2 separate regions of the Hordeum vulgare genome follow, and region 2 is linked to region 1. Evidence: chromatin contacts called from public Hi-C data. All regions are on one chromosome and are shown on one strand. Each heading gives the region's core, a stretch centred on a gene start, on an enhancer-like site or on the middle of the called end of the contact. The rest is flanking DNA. Distances are from core to core; before and after follow the strand shown.

What was found. A called contact is a pair of places that touch in the nucleus more often than the background predicts.
Region 2: a contact with region 1 is called in a Hi-C map of seedling, with 5 times the contacts expected there. The contact joins the promoter of LOC123451169 here to the enhancer-like site in region 1. A contact is called at or near these places in 2 of 6 Hi-C or Micro-C datasets (leaf and seedling).

What each region holds. Positions count from the first base shown.
Region 1 is chr4H:49,749,372-49,757,124 of MorexV3_pseudomolecules_assembly, forward strand. No RefSeq gene overlaps it. Among protein-coding and RNA genes, the nearest start is that of LOC123451168, 20 kb to the right of the region's middle. Within about 2 kb of position 5,625, at least 3 of the 3 cell types and tissues checked have open chromatin away from gene starts, as enhancers often do. A contact at or near this core is called in leaf and seedling, where this site is marked.
Region 2 is chr4H:50,516,366-50,523,659 of MorexV3_pseudomolecules_assembly, forward strand. It overlaps LOC123451169, which reads left to right and starts at 5,487. Exons shown (of 3, transcript XM_045128181.1): 1 at 5,487-5,746; 2 at 5,900-6,179. The coding sequence starts at 5,691.

The DNA of each region.
Region 1 (7,753 bases), core at 4,375-6,874:
AATTTTGACCATGTATTATAACTATTATATAAGTATTTTTATAATATAAGTTTTCAGAAAACTTTAATCATATATTAAGAAAATGGAAAGAAAATTATATAAAAATGTTTCTGATCTATATGAGAAAAAGTTAGATGTCTCCTGTAAGAAAACACAATATTAAAAAGTGTAAAAAACAAGAAAAGTGTTGAATGTCTCCATGTAAGAAAACAAAAAAAGATATTTCTGATTTATAAGAAATGTAAAAAAAAATAAACTAGAAAAAACAAAGAAAACAAAGAAACAAATAAAAATAACTAGAGTCTAGAAAAACCGAGTGAAAATAAAAAAAACAAATAAAACGTATAATAACAAAAAATGAAGAAAGTCATGTAGAAACAAACAAAACCTGTAGGAACCATGAAAAAACCCAGAAATGATGAAAAAATAAGAAAACGAAAAAAAAAAGAAAAGAAAAGAGGAAGAAACCCAAAACCAACTAATGTAACGAAAGTGGGGAGCGAGAGTTCGATAAATCCGAGGGGCGACGATGAGGAGAAATTGGTCCGTCCTATAACCAGAGAAGAGAGAAAACCCTTCAGGCGAGATAACCTACCATCTTGTCATAGTTGAGGCCACACATGCAGGGCATGGAGTTGGCTGGGTCCAGTTTCAGGATCCGCGTAGGAATCGCTCACTTTTATTTTGTTCATTGGCTGATGTTTGTTTCTTCTTCTTCTTCTTCTTCATTTTTCTTTTTGTTTTTTGGTTGGGTTTTTTCTTCTGGTTTTTATTTTTAGTTTTGTTTTTCCCTTTTCCAGATTTCCTTTTCCATCCACTGTTTTTCTTTTTTGTTCAGTTCGCTCTGTACTAGAAATTTCTTCAATATAGTAGAATTTTAATATATTTTGAATTTCATAGAATTTTGTTTAATATAACAATGCACTTTTTATTCTTGATATACGATAAACATTTTCAATACAAATCTAAATCTGGTTAGTGTAGGACGAACTATGTGTAATACACTTGAAAATTTACATATATACAATCAAATTATTTTCGTGTGGAATGAAATTTCTTCGACCTATGGTGACCTTTTATTTCATACGAATCAGATTTTTTTAAAGTATGATGATTCTTTCTAATATATATTGAACTTTATTTCATGTACAGTGAACTCTTTAATATATGCTGCTTTTTTAGTACATATGAAACTCTATTATATTACACACCAAACACTTAAAAAACAAAATAAGAATAGACAACAACTCAAAATAAAAACACCCAATAAATAATTTTACAAAAAAAAAACTAACCCCCCCCCCAAAAAAAAATCTCTAGATGTACTACTTATAAAGAATATAAGTCTCCCATTTCGCCTCTCTTTTGTGCAACCTCTCTTATATACCCCACCCCTCTTCCCTTCTCCTCTATGTTTTTTCTTCCATCTCTAATTGTTCTCTAATCAATTTTCCTTAAAACTGAATCAATTTTCCCGCATTTTATTAACTTGTCAAAAAACAAATTGGCAACTTAAAAAATTATTTACCAAATTTGCTAAAATTTTATTGCATTAATGTAATAATAGATGTGTTGTCACAGACTAATCTACTACGTTGGTTATACCCCATTGTAATGTACGGACAATTATCTAGTAAAAATCAGCAGGAATGAATGAAAAAAACGATCACCAAAGAACGAACGGAGCCCGCTGTTGGAGGGTGCCGAACTGTGCCGGGGCATTTGTGCTCGGCAGCGGCTATATTAGTGTGTCCGTATGTCGCCTACTTCGAGCTACACATAGCAGCGCTCGCCTACAGCCCAGTCACAAGTGGGCTGGCCCAGCATATTGATTTTCTTTTCTGTGTGCGCTCACCTCTTGTTGAACGTTGTTTCCTCCTGCAGCATAGACTTTCCTTCTAGTTTTTTTTTCTTTTTCGTTTTTTTTCTTCTAGTGTGGTTTTCCTTTAGGGTTTTATGGCTCTCTTTTTATATGTTTCTATAATGTAAAGGTTTCTTCCATATGGTATAATTTGAGTATATTTTTCTTAAAGAGATTGCCTTAAATGTAATGACGAGCTTTCTATATTTGATATACGATGAACTTTTGTAAAACAAACAGAACTCTTTTAGTGCAGGACAAACTATTCGTAATACATGCTAAAAATTTAGTATATATACAGTCAATTTCCTTTCACATACGGAAAGCATTTGTTTCCGTAAAGACTGAACTTTTTTAATGTACGGTGATTTTTTCCTAATATGCATTGAACTTTATTTCATGTACAGTGAATGATTTTTAAATATATGTTGACTATTTTTAATATACATGAAACTATATTAAACTACACACCAAACACATAAAAAAACTGAACAGAATAACACCCAATGACTCTTCAAAAAACAAAAACAAGAATAACACCCAATGACTCTTCGCAAAACAAAAAAAGGAATAACACCCAATGACTACTTTTTCAAATCAGAAAAAACGAACTAAAGTAAAAAAACAAAAACAAAAATGTTATATTATTATACTACTTCAAAAGAATATGAGGTTCCCATTTCACCTCTTGTTCGTCCAACCTGTTCTTAATGACCCCCCCCCCCCCCACACACACACCACCACCACCACCACCTCTGCCGTTGTCATCTTTGATTTTTTTTCTTTCATCTTGCATTTTTCTCCAGTCAACTTTCTTTATAATGGAATCAACCATCCCACGTTTCATTAAATTCTCATAAAAAATTGGTATGTGAATAAATTCTTACCAAACTTGTTAAAATTTTAGCACATCAATGTAACTGTATACGTGTAGTCGCTGACTAATCTATTAGATTGTTTATACTCTCGTTTCACCGCACAAACAACTATCTAGTAAAAAACAGCAGGAACAAAAAAAAAACGGAAGTTCAAAAGTTGTTGAATGGTGCTGGCTCATTTCTGCTTGGTAGTGGACATGTCAGTGCATCCGAGTCTCACCTGGAATATCCTATTTGACGCTCGTTGCATCAAAGTATCAAACAAGCGCACATAGAAGGGAGGCGAGCGATTTAAATGAGCTCTCCCATTAGCGCTTTGCACTGATCGTGGTTTTGAGAACATTCTAATGGTTTACAGCCGTATTTTTCCAGCTTAAGAAACTTCCAAAAGGTTCCGTGAACAGGATTTCTTTTTTTCCTTTTTTATTTTTTTTTCTTTTTTGTTTCTGTTTCAAAAAATGTTCTGAATTTTCAATATCTTTCTACAAATACAAAATTATATTTGATTTTATAAAAGTATTCTAAATTCTAAATAGTTGCCATTTTATAAAAACATTCATAACTTCAAAATTTATTCGGTACTTTAAAACAAACTCTATTTTTAAGAAAATGTTTGCCATTTTCAATTTTTCTAGTATTTTCAGAAAGTGTTCGAAACATCAAAATTTGTTCAATTTTAAAATAAGTTCTTGTTCGAAAACTGTTCTTAAATTTTGAAAAAAAATTGCTTTTAAAAAATGTTCCAACTTTAAAAAATGTCAATTTTACACTTTGTTCATAAATTTGACAAATGCCTGTATTTTCCAAAAAAAGTTCTGGATTTCAAAACTATTCTTCAAATTCAAACGATGTCTTTCCTTTTTTAAAAAGTTCTAAATTCCAATTAGTTGTTGTCTTCTAAAAGCATTCATAAATTCATAAAAAAATTGTGATTGTCAGAAAAAGTTCTTCAAATTCCGAAAATGATTTTTATTATTAAAGAAATGTGCTAAATTTCAAATAGTTACATTTTTCAAAAAAAAACTTTGGAAAATGTTGGGATTTTCCAAAAATGTTTAGTATTTTTAAAAAAAATCAATACTTTAAGAAAACATTCAGTATTTTCGACATTATTTGAATTTTCAGAAAAACATCAAAATTTTAAAATTTAGTTTGATTTTTAAACAAACTCCGAGTTCAATTTTGAAACTAAGTCCGTGTTCAAAATAAATAAATGTTCTTGCTTTTAGAAAATGTCCAAAGTTTCAAACATTGGCTTTTCAAAAATTAAAAAAAATGTTCTGAAATTTCAAAAAAAGGTTCTGTATTTTCAAAAAAAATCTGCAAATTCGATTATTTTTTGCTTCAAATACGAACTGACAAACTAAATAGAAAAAATACGAAGAAAAATAAGAAAGGAAATAATCAGAAAAGCAAAAAAGGAAGAGAAAGAAAAGCAAAAATAAAAATTATCAGATTTTGTTAAGCCAAAAATAAACTGGGCCGACCCAGCGGCGCGCCCCATGCGTCCGCTTGGTAGTCACCCGCAACGAACGGCTCATAGGAGGTCCCGTCTGACCTAGGGCAAAACATATTTGATGCCACAGGCTTCCGTTGCAATGCAATTTTGCAAACGGCACGTGCAACATCCCCGCGTCAAGCCGGCCCATCTAGGATGAGTCAAAGGAAGAAACGAGAGGTGACGTACAACACGGTATGAGGGGTCGCTTTCCCCGGCTGCTTTCCTCCTTTCTTTCTTTTTCTTATTTTTTTCTTTGACCTGGTTCATCGATTTTTCTTCTTTTTTTCTTCTTTGAACGGGTACAACGATTTGAAAAGATTTCATCAATTTTTTTATTTTATTTTTTTAATGTTGAACTATTTTCAATTTTTGAACTTTTTTCAAATTTGATGTTTTTTCCCAAATTCAATGATCTTTTTCCAAAATCGGTGAACTGCTCTTCATTTGATGAACTGTTTTCAAATTCGATGAAATGTTTGCCAAAATCAGTGAACTTTTTTCAAAATCGCTGACCTTTTTTCAAAATTGATGAACTTTTCTAAAATTTAAATGGACTTTTTGAAAAATACGATTGGCTTTATAAAAATTCGTTGATCTTTTTTAAATCCATGATTTTTTTTCTTCTTTCTTATTAAAGTCAATAGTTGACCACTCAATTGGTCAACCACGACGAGCGAGCGAATGTCAGGCCGGGCGAGTAGAGTGCTCGCCACATGGAGCGGCCCATGATTTGGCGGTTGGGAGCGCCGGATGCCTTAGTTTGCGCCTGAAGCGCCAAAAAAGTTTTTCCAATTTTCGAAAACTAATCATCGACTTTTGGAAAATGTTCATCAATTTTGAAAAAAGTTCACCGATTTTGGAAAAAAACTTTATTGAATGTGAAAAAAGTTCATAGATTTTGGAAAAAGGTTCATCAAATTTGAAAAACAGTTCATAGATTTTGGAAAAAAGTTCCTCAAAATTGCAAATAAAACATCAAATTTGAAAAAGTTCAAATATATGAAAATAGTTCATCATTTAGAAAAACAAACGAAAAAATTGGTGAACTCTTTTCAAATCGTTGTACCAGTTCAAAGAAAAAATATCGATGAACCGGGTCAAAGAAAATGAAAAAGAAAAAAGAAAGAAAGGAGGAAAGCAGCCGGGGAAAGCGACTCCTCACCCCGCACTGTACGTCACCTCTTGTTTCTTTCTTTGACTCATCCTAACATGGCCGGCCCAACGCGGGGATGCTGCAGGCGCTCGTTTGCAAAATTGCATTGCAACGGATGCTTGTGACGCCAAATAGGTTTTGCCACTAGGAGCTCTCCTCACCTAGTGCGAGCCATAGGTAGCGCTCGCCTACGGTGCACTCACAAGTGGGCCGGCCCAGTATAAAGCTTTTTGTCTATGTGCGCTCAACTCTTGTTGAAGTACCCCTACAAAAAGCTCTTGTTGAACGGACATGGCGTATGTGAGCTCGAGCTTACATAATCCCGGATAAACAGTAAAATTGGTAAACATAGTAAACAAATCAAAAAAATCTGATATTTTAGGACATGAAATATTGATATTTTTTCTACATGCGTGCAAAATTTCATGGTGAAATCAAATTTTTTGGACCTGTGGGCAAAAAAATAAAAAATCAATGCTTAAAAAAAGTGTTTCTGGAAGCATTTAGGAGCATAATTTTTGTTTTCTTGTCCACATCTTCAGAAATGTGATTCCGTTATGAAATTTTTTCATGCACGTAAGAAAAATATCAATGTTTCTTACCACAAGATTTCAGTTTTTTAATTTGTTTTACTATTTTGGGGATTTTACTGTTCATCTGAGAGCATGTGAGCTCGAGTTCATAATAGCACTTTTGTTGTTGAAGTACGTTTTTGCTTTTCTTGTGCTACTGTACTTGTTTAGCTACCTTGCATAGTGGACATATTTAGTAGGAGTACGTGTTTTTTTACTTCTATTTGTAATTAGAAATATTTATTTATATTAGAAAATATAATTTTGTTTATTTTCAAAGTATTGATCGCACATATATAAAGTTGTTTTATCAGCTCATAGAAAATGTTTTTACAATTTTTAAAAAGTGCCATTTATAAAAAGATCGAGTATTCCAAAAAAATGTGGACAACATTTTGCCAAGTTGTTATAAAATGTAAAAATATATTCATGTAAATAAAATTAATAATCCATACCAATAAAAAAATTGAAATTGCATTAAAAATGACCACGTCTCACAAATATGTTTGTGACATTCTAAATAATGTTTGTATTTAAGAAATTGTGCGCATGCTTTAAAAAGTTACCCATCGTCCAAAACAATCAACTTATATTCAAAATACCTTTAACATGTATTCAAGCAAATCTTCAAACCAAGTAGTTTGAAAACATTTTATCATGTATTTGAAAAATGATAAACGTGTATAACAATGTTTTATATGTATACAAAAGTGTGCAAGATATACGCAGACGTGGACATCAAAACATATATTAGAAAGAATGAAATTTGTATTAAAAAAGTTATAGATGTATGCAAAAATGTACAAATAGTTTGAAAAGTAGACACATGTTGTATAAAAAATAAAAAATAGAAAAATAGAAAAGGCAAAGAAAACGGTTGAAAACGATAAAGAAAAATAAACCTGAAGAAAACTAAAGAAAAAGAAAAGAAAAGACGAAGAAAGCCAAAGAAAAACCAAAGAAATTAGAAGACAACCGACCCCAAACAGTGAAAATATGATAAACACAGTAGCGTCATCATGTAGGCGGTACTTATTACGGCTTGAATAAGGCTAGAAATAGCATAAGCGGCTTAGGAGGGTCATGCATCGTTATCTCTCAACAAAAAAATAGGGTCATGCATACATATATTATTAAATCTGAAAAAAGAGAGTAGGGTCATGCATCAAGGTTTTTCGTTCGGAAGGATCTCTATAAATTTATATCATTTTGAGTCTGGATCTCTATTAATTGACACACATGACATGACACCACACAATAATAACTAAAAATCAAACAACTCTTAAGTTTAAGGTTAAAGAACTTGACAAACTATTCCAGACATTGTTTTTTTTTGTGATAGAATACTTTGCACATAAGTAAAGCACTTCAGCGATTCATGTTACAATTACTGCTTCAAAATATGTGTTTTACATTTTTATTTTATTCTATCGTTCATATGGAACGTGCATGCACCCGTATTTCCAAAACCATGTCCAACACATCAAATGAAAGAGACCCAACCAATCATCTGTATCTCACGAACCTAAATGAATAAAGAAAATGGAGGAGTAATTCGATGTAGGATCGATCAGCATCATGTGACATGTGAGCTTCCTTTTTCTTTTCGGAGGCGACATCGTGTGAGTATTTTAGTGATCCAAGCCCATCATTTTGTTAGCGCCTTCCCACGGCGCCGCCCACAGCTCAGCCGGCCGACGTGGCTTCCTTATCCCGGGATGCGGATGCCAAGCAGGACTTTTGCGCCCCCCCCGCGATGTCACGTACTGTGCTTACGTCGCGCGTGGG
Region 2 (7,294 bases), core at 4,237-6,736, 770 kb after region 1:
CCCGTTTATACAACACATGTTTTCCACTAGATCGTCCTAATTATTAGAGTTGACGAGGGAAAAGTTAAAGTACTGGACTCACTAACTAAAGACCCTCAAGAGTACATGAACCTGAAGTTGATGTTCGACATGTAATTTCAATCATTATCGCACTATGTAGGACAATTTAGTTCATTTTCTAATACCAATTAATCAATGACTCATTTATTCTTTTTCTTTGCCGGACAGGGTTTGGACACGGTTCATCCATGATATGTCGGTAAATGGAAAAAGGAGCTGACATGGAAATGGCCGAGGGTAATTAAGTAGTAATAGCTACGTCCGTGCATCTCTTTAGTTCTAGTTTCAATACTATTAACATGCTTGATTATTATCTGGCTGAATTCTATTCTCGTAAAGTGGTGCATGAACTAGGAACACGGGACTAATTTATGTGCATACTACGTTTGTGAGAACATTCACTTTATGACTGAACTACGCACATATGATAAACATCCTTGGGTATCTAAACACTATTCACAATTTTTTATCATGACCTAATATATACACACATAACTAATATATTCATATTGGTTTCCTTCTTTAAAGATGTCGGAGATGCGGGGTAGGCTCATACAAAAGGACCGCATACGAGCACTTCAAGAGGAAATGACGGGATTTTTGCTTGAGCATGTCATAGATCCCGACGGAGAATACCACTACACCTAATGCCTGCATGTAATGATGTGCAAGCTGTAGAAAAAATTGTATATATATATGTGTGTGTGTGTGTATGCATATAGTCGTACGAGAAAATTTATGATATCTGATTGGTCCTACGAGAAATTTTATGATATATGCATAACGTGTACAGTATGTAGTAGCATAAAATATGTTTAAAATGAAAAAGAATTAAATGGAGAACACAAAATGAAAAGCAAAAATAAACAATAAACCCCTAAACCCCAAAACCTCAAAACCCCAAAACCCCAAATCTCTAGTCCCAGTTGGTGTCACCAACCGGGACTAAAGGTCCCCGCCCCGGCGCCCGCTGCCAGCCACGTGGAAGGACAGTAGTCCCGGGTCGTGGACAAACGAGACTAAAGGGGGCCTTTAGTAGTGAGTTATTAGTCCCGGTTGGTGACACGGGACTAAAGGCCCTTACCAACCGGGACTAATGCTCGTTTTTACACTAGTGACACCGGAGGAGGGGGTTACGCCCGAGGGAGGATATTAGGAGCGTGGGGACTAGCCATAATCCATGTCACCACATACCTTCGCGCTGAGGAGTAGATGAGCCATGGTGCGGTGGCGGCGGCTAGCGAGGAAACCTAGCTTTTCTATCTGCAGGAGCGAGAGGAGAGGGGATCGAGTGCGTGCTTGTCTCCCAATTGTTTTTGGATGTTCGGTTGGACGCGGGCCTGGACACAGTGGCATTTTTCGTGTAATATGAGCAAGGAATAGGGTCACTTCGGTATACCCCTTCAATTTAAATCAGAAGATGTGGGAAGCCACTCTCCCCCAGTTTTTTTCATTGTGAAGAAGAGGGAGATGGAAATAAACTAAGCTAGCTTCTTGAAAACGAGTTCTTTTGAGTTTTTGGCTTATTTTGCTAATAAGCTAGTAGAAGCTGCAAAAGAACTGACCCTTAAGGCCACTTCAATGTATGGCTGTTAAGACAAGGTGCTAAGCACATTAAAGTGTTTAGCAACTAAAGTTTTTAATGCATAGGTGTTTAACTTGTTGTAGCTAAACATGCTTCATAAATGATTGAGCAAGCAACGTTCTTCATGCATTGGTGTTTTTTGTCATTTAAGTGTTTTCCCTAGGTCCACATGCTTGACATTGTTTTTCCCTGGGATCACCACACTCATCTCTCTCCTCTTACTTACCTTGCTACATCAGGTTTTTCGCCTGTGTGGCATGCTTAGCACCTGTAGAAGATGGAGCATTGGGAGGGGCCTTAAGATCAACTCTAGAGTTGTCCGTGTGAAATGTGTTCCATAAGCCCTTAAGGCCACTTCCAATATATTGGTGCTAAGATAAGGTGCTAAGCACATTAAAGAGTTTAGCAACTAAAGTCCCTAATGCATAGTTGCTTAACTTGTTGTAGCTAAACATGCTCCATTAAATGATTGAGCAAGCAAACTTCTTCATGCACTCGTGGGTTTCTTTCATTTAAGCGTTTTGCCTAGGTCCACATGCTTGACATTGTTTTTCCCTGGGATCACCACACTCATCTCTCTCCTCTTACTTACCTTGCTACAACAGATTTTTCGCCTGCGTGGCATGCTTAGAATCTGTAGAAAATGAAGCACTGGGAGGGGCCTTAATAGCAACTCTAATATTAGAGTTGTCCATGTGAAATGTGCTCCATAATATATAGAGGCTGCCAAGACGACACACAAACTCAAATGACATCAACTATATTTTAGGAATTGAACGCTTAATTAGTTAAATTGACCAAATGTTGTATACAAAGTGATTACATAGAGCGTGAAAAGTCGGTTAGCGACATTTTCATATCATGGGTGTTAAAATTTGTCGCTTTAGCATCCTAGCTTGATTTTGAGTCCATCACTTCGATGTTGGATGTTATGCACGAGGGCACATCCTTATGTGACGCTCCTACACGGTTCATGCTGGAGTGCTGAGAGGGTGACCTCGTCTTTGTCTTATTCCTGCCACGTGTAGTTGTCGAGGTGGGGGATGACTTTATATTATGATGATCCTTAATGGGACGGCGACTCTGCTAGAGCAGCCTTAACCAAAATAATCAAATTAACGGTTATTATGACGATGAGAGGTATGCTATTTTTTTAGTTATTTTGTGGGTTGGTCATCCCAATTTCACGGTTAAAATAAACAAGGCACACCGTCGTAGATCGTTTACTTGTGGAAAAATAGTGAAAAACAATATCCTATTCCTAAAATCAAGCCATACTTTACATTTTCACTCCAACGGGTTTTAACTTATCTTATTATCTTTATCAAACTAATTAACAAGCCAAACTCTCATGACAGGATATCTGCTAGATGCCCACTAGAGAATTTACATATGCATTATGGTCGTATCCAACATAGCACATGAATAATGTGGTGTCACAAGCCGCATTGTTCAGCATAATTTGACATAATTTCTTAAACTTTCAGAAAGTTTAACATATTTTAGTACACCCAAACAAATAAGCACTTAGTTGTCCTGCCAATCAGCTACTCGGCCATCCTAATAAATGGATCGATTCTCAGATTGAGCAAATTAATCTTCCACAAAAAAAAGCTTGAGCTAATAATAATAATAATAATAATAATAATAATATGTCACAAGATCATGACAAATAGGTAAACTATGTAACTTTTAAATTGGGTAAAGCCAACAAAAAAATGTACCCATCCAAATCATGAAAAATATGGTTCATGTAGTTTCCGCGTTGGTCGTCCATTGACATTTATCTTCTTCGATCCACCTCAAGGGAGACGACCATCACACCAAATTCCTCTCACTCACCTCCTCTCTATATGTCATTGTGAGTGGATGCGCAACACTATCATTCTTTCCTTTGTCATCGTTGTTTGGTTGAAGGACCTTTTTTCCTTTTCAAAAGGAAAATACCCAGTGCCTTCGGGTTGATTCCAGAAGACTATTGAAGCTCTGATAGCAGATTTTCCATCATCAAATACAGTCCTAAATGTTGACGAACTGATGTCAGCTCCCAACAAAATCCAAGCAAACACCATGTGGCCTGCCCGATCTTCTTGCACAAATCACAGCGTGTTCGATGAGAAGACCATTGGGAGGGAAGGCCTGGGCAAAACGCAATCTTTCGCTCCGTTGCCACTTTGTGAGGGAACTTTTTTTCCCTATATTAGCATCTTGGTAATTTATATTTGTAGGATGGCAGTTCTTCGTACGCAGCATGGCAAATTCCTGAAGACACGCGTGTCAATTCTTTTCTGCAGCATCACAAATCTCTATGTTATATCATGTCATTTATCTTCTTGTAACATGGCAAATCATTGTCATTTTGTGGCAAATTTCTCATACTCTAGGTGGCAAAAAAAAATTGTCATGTGAAAATCTCCGGTATGCATGGCAATTTACTCTGCCACGATATGGCAAATTCCCGACAATTTTTCTGCTAGCATGCCTTTTTTTCAACATGGCAAATCTGTCTGCAATAGCATGACAAATGGATCTATTATAGCATGGCAATTCACGAGCGTTCAGTGAGAGTAGTTTTTCTAGGGAACACTCCGGGATGATGTTGTTAGCTCAAACAAGCCTTTTGTAGGGAACTTTCGTTCATTCGGTGACCTCTCTAACGGAACGTCAACGCGTTATTGGTGTCCTAAGTAATACTTCCTCCGTCCCAAAATAAATGACTTAAAAATGATTCAATTTTATACTAACTTTAATAAGTATAAAGTTGAGTCACTATCGAGTCATTTATTTTGGGACGGAGGGAGTATCATTCCTTTGATGGGACATGAGAACGAGCTTACTCCAAAACAAGCAAAGTAACTTATAGTGCATAAGCTCTTTCTTATGTCCCAACAGGTTAAACAACCAAAATCTGGTCTAGATTTGACAAACTTATTTTCTCATGGCAACTCTGATCTGCCAGCCTGCACATTTTATCACATTTCACCTCTTCCACGTCGGGAGCTACTAAATGTGGCACCTACTACTTCCTAAGTACCCCTTTGAATATCACAACCAATTCTAGTTGACAGAAAGGGTCACGATGGTCCTCTTGGCTCCGACGTGGAGCTTGGTTGGCACATGTATAGGCAATGAGAGCATATCATAGCCCCCAAACCCCACAGGAAAGAAGGACAAGCGCCCCAAAAGCAATCCTCTAACCTCTCCTTTGATTCACAACTTTAACCTCACTTAACCATAATTAAATCAGTCTCTTAAAGCCCACAATTCTTTCCTTTGTAGAGCAGTCCTGCCAACATGCCATGTGCAGAAACCTTCCCCCGGCATCTACCTTTGCTTCTTCGTCTCTTTATTGTGATGGTCTCCAAACTCCAAAGGAAAAGCATATATCCTTACCACCACCTTTAGCATTTGCACTGCTCTAGAGTTAATCAAATACACAGCTAAAATGCAACCACTAAATCACCTTACAAACAACTCTGGTGCAAATCAAGACTTTCTGAACATTGTACTCCACATATTGCACTAGGCAAATTAGTGATGTACATGCAACAACTCTTCATCAAGTTACATGCTGTAAAGTTCCAAGTTCCTAGGTAGTAGCAAAAGAAATACTGGTACTAGCATGATGGAGAGCAAAGTACAGAAATATTTGCGTTTTTTCTAGTGCCCTTTTGTCTTTATTTTACCCTGTGGTGTATGGCGGAGGGCAGAGCAGAGCCACCACCGGCCGGCCACCGCCCTCTCTGTCACTGGCATCTCCATGTGCCCCGATCACTGCATGTGGCTCCACCTCCGTTTCCTACTCACTCTTCCTGCCTCTCCGTCATAAAACCTCGCCTCTCCAACCCCAGTCTCTCCATATATAAAAGCTAAACCTGCTCCATCTAGGCTAATACAGCCTCGCTAGCTACATAGCTCGGCCATCTCATCGACCAGAAAGCCTAATAGTTATACCTGCCCATCCATTTCTCTTCCTCATCTCAAAACATCATCATCCTAGGCACAAGCACAAACTTCGTTCGTGACAAGAAGAAGAAGAAGAAGCATGAGCAATGGCAGCTCCCCCACATCTTCCTCCCCTTCGGTCTGCTCGAGGTCATGGTACGTGATTGCTAATGCTAATCAGTTGACATATGTGCTCCCGTTTTGCTTCTTAGTTTGTCAGCAAGTAGTAGTGTATCGTGATCTTCAGTTCTGATCACAAGAAGGTCAGGCCTGATCGTGTTTTGCGGCTTGTAATTAATTTGTTTGTAGGTCCATAAGTGAGGATTCTTTGAGGAGGTACGTGAGCTACGCTAGCGAGAGCTGCATCCAGGAGCTGCTCGCGGCGTCGGACTCGGGCGGCGCCGGACGCGGCGGGGGAGGAGGCGGCGACGAGGAGGACGGCGGGTGGCAGACGCTGGCGTACTGCAACGGCGTGGAGATAGCGAAGCGGCGGTCGGGGACGGGGCAGATGTTCCGGAGCCGGTGGCTGCTCTACGCCGTCTCGCCGGAGCAGTTCATGGCCGTCGCCAACGCCGTCGACGCAGCAAAGGTAACGCATATGAAATCTTCATTTCCTTTTCTTCTTCTTTCTTCTTCTGTATACTACAGTATTACAGTAACTGTTTTCAGAGAATTCGCTGTGTGTGATTTGGGCTCACGAACCAGCAGAAGTGTACTTATTTTATCAATAATGATGGGTTAGTCTGGGTAGTAGTACCACTGGGATGGTAGTCTCGGAGCCACTTTGGCAGCAGCTGGCTGGCTCGACTAGCTGGACAAGTTATGACCGCTTTAATTGGTCACGGAGGTGACGGTAACGCGTCGCGTGACTTGCCGACCCAACAACACATGCATGTCTATGTATTGATACACCCGTGACCGAATTCCATTCGCAGCCTGCCTAGCGTTGCACAGGCCAACCGTGAAGGGGGGCAGTAATTGATTCTGTGGGTGCGTACTGCACTTATTTTACCACTATCTGACATGGAGCAGCTGCAAGCGAGCGGGCACGCGAGAGTTTGCGAGCCCACAAGTACGAGCCAAATCATTTGACCTCGAGATCCCAGAGCGAGCAGAGAGCACGCCATACGAGGATGATTAACTAGATGCATGCATGTGTGCAATCTGTGATTAATCGGTGGCAATCGCATGCAGACATGCATGGCCGCCCCATATGGCCACGCCCACGCGCATGTGGAGCCAGATGCATCTTCCTTCCAACTATACAGAATAAAATGGAATTAAACAGCAAACTTAGGAACTGGATATCCAAACCCTTGAAAGTGCCGATATTAGTGGTAACTTTGTTTTTAGGCCTACAAGGAAGGCATGTGATATTTTTAGAGTACAGTCGAACCGTGAATTTGCATATACGCAAACAAAATAAGATGCATAGGACAGACGAACGTGCAGTGGCCATTCTTTGACTCGAAAGTTATGTAACTAGGCTGGGTGCAAAATATCAATACTCCTACCTAACCTCTTTAAGTACACCACTCGGTGATCATGGCGCTAGGTTGCCCACCATGCATGTTCGGATGGTCCATTGGTCCTGTTCCTCCCTCATCTGGTAGACTGAGCTTCTACCGTTTTGGATGTAGCTACTGTTCTGATATTCCTCACAAGAAAGGCTAGTCCGCTAACATTGCATTATTAACCCTGCCA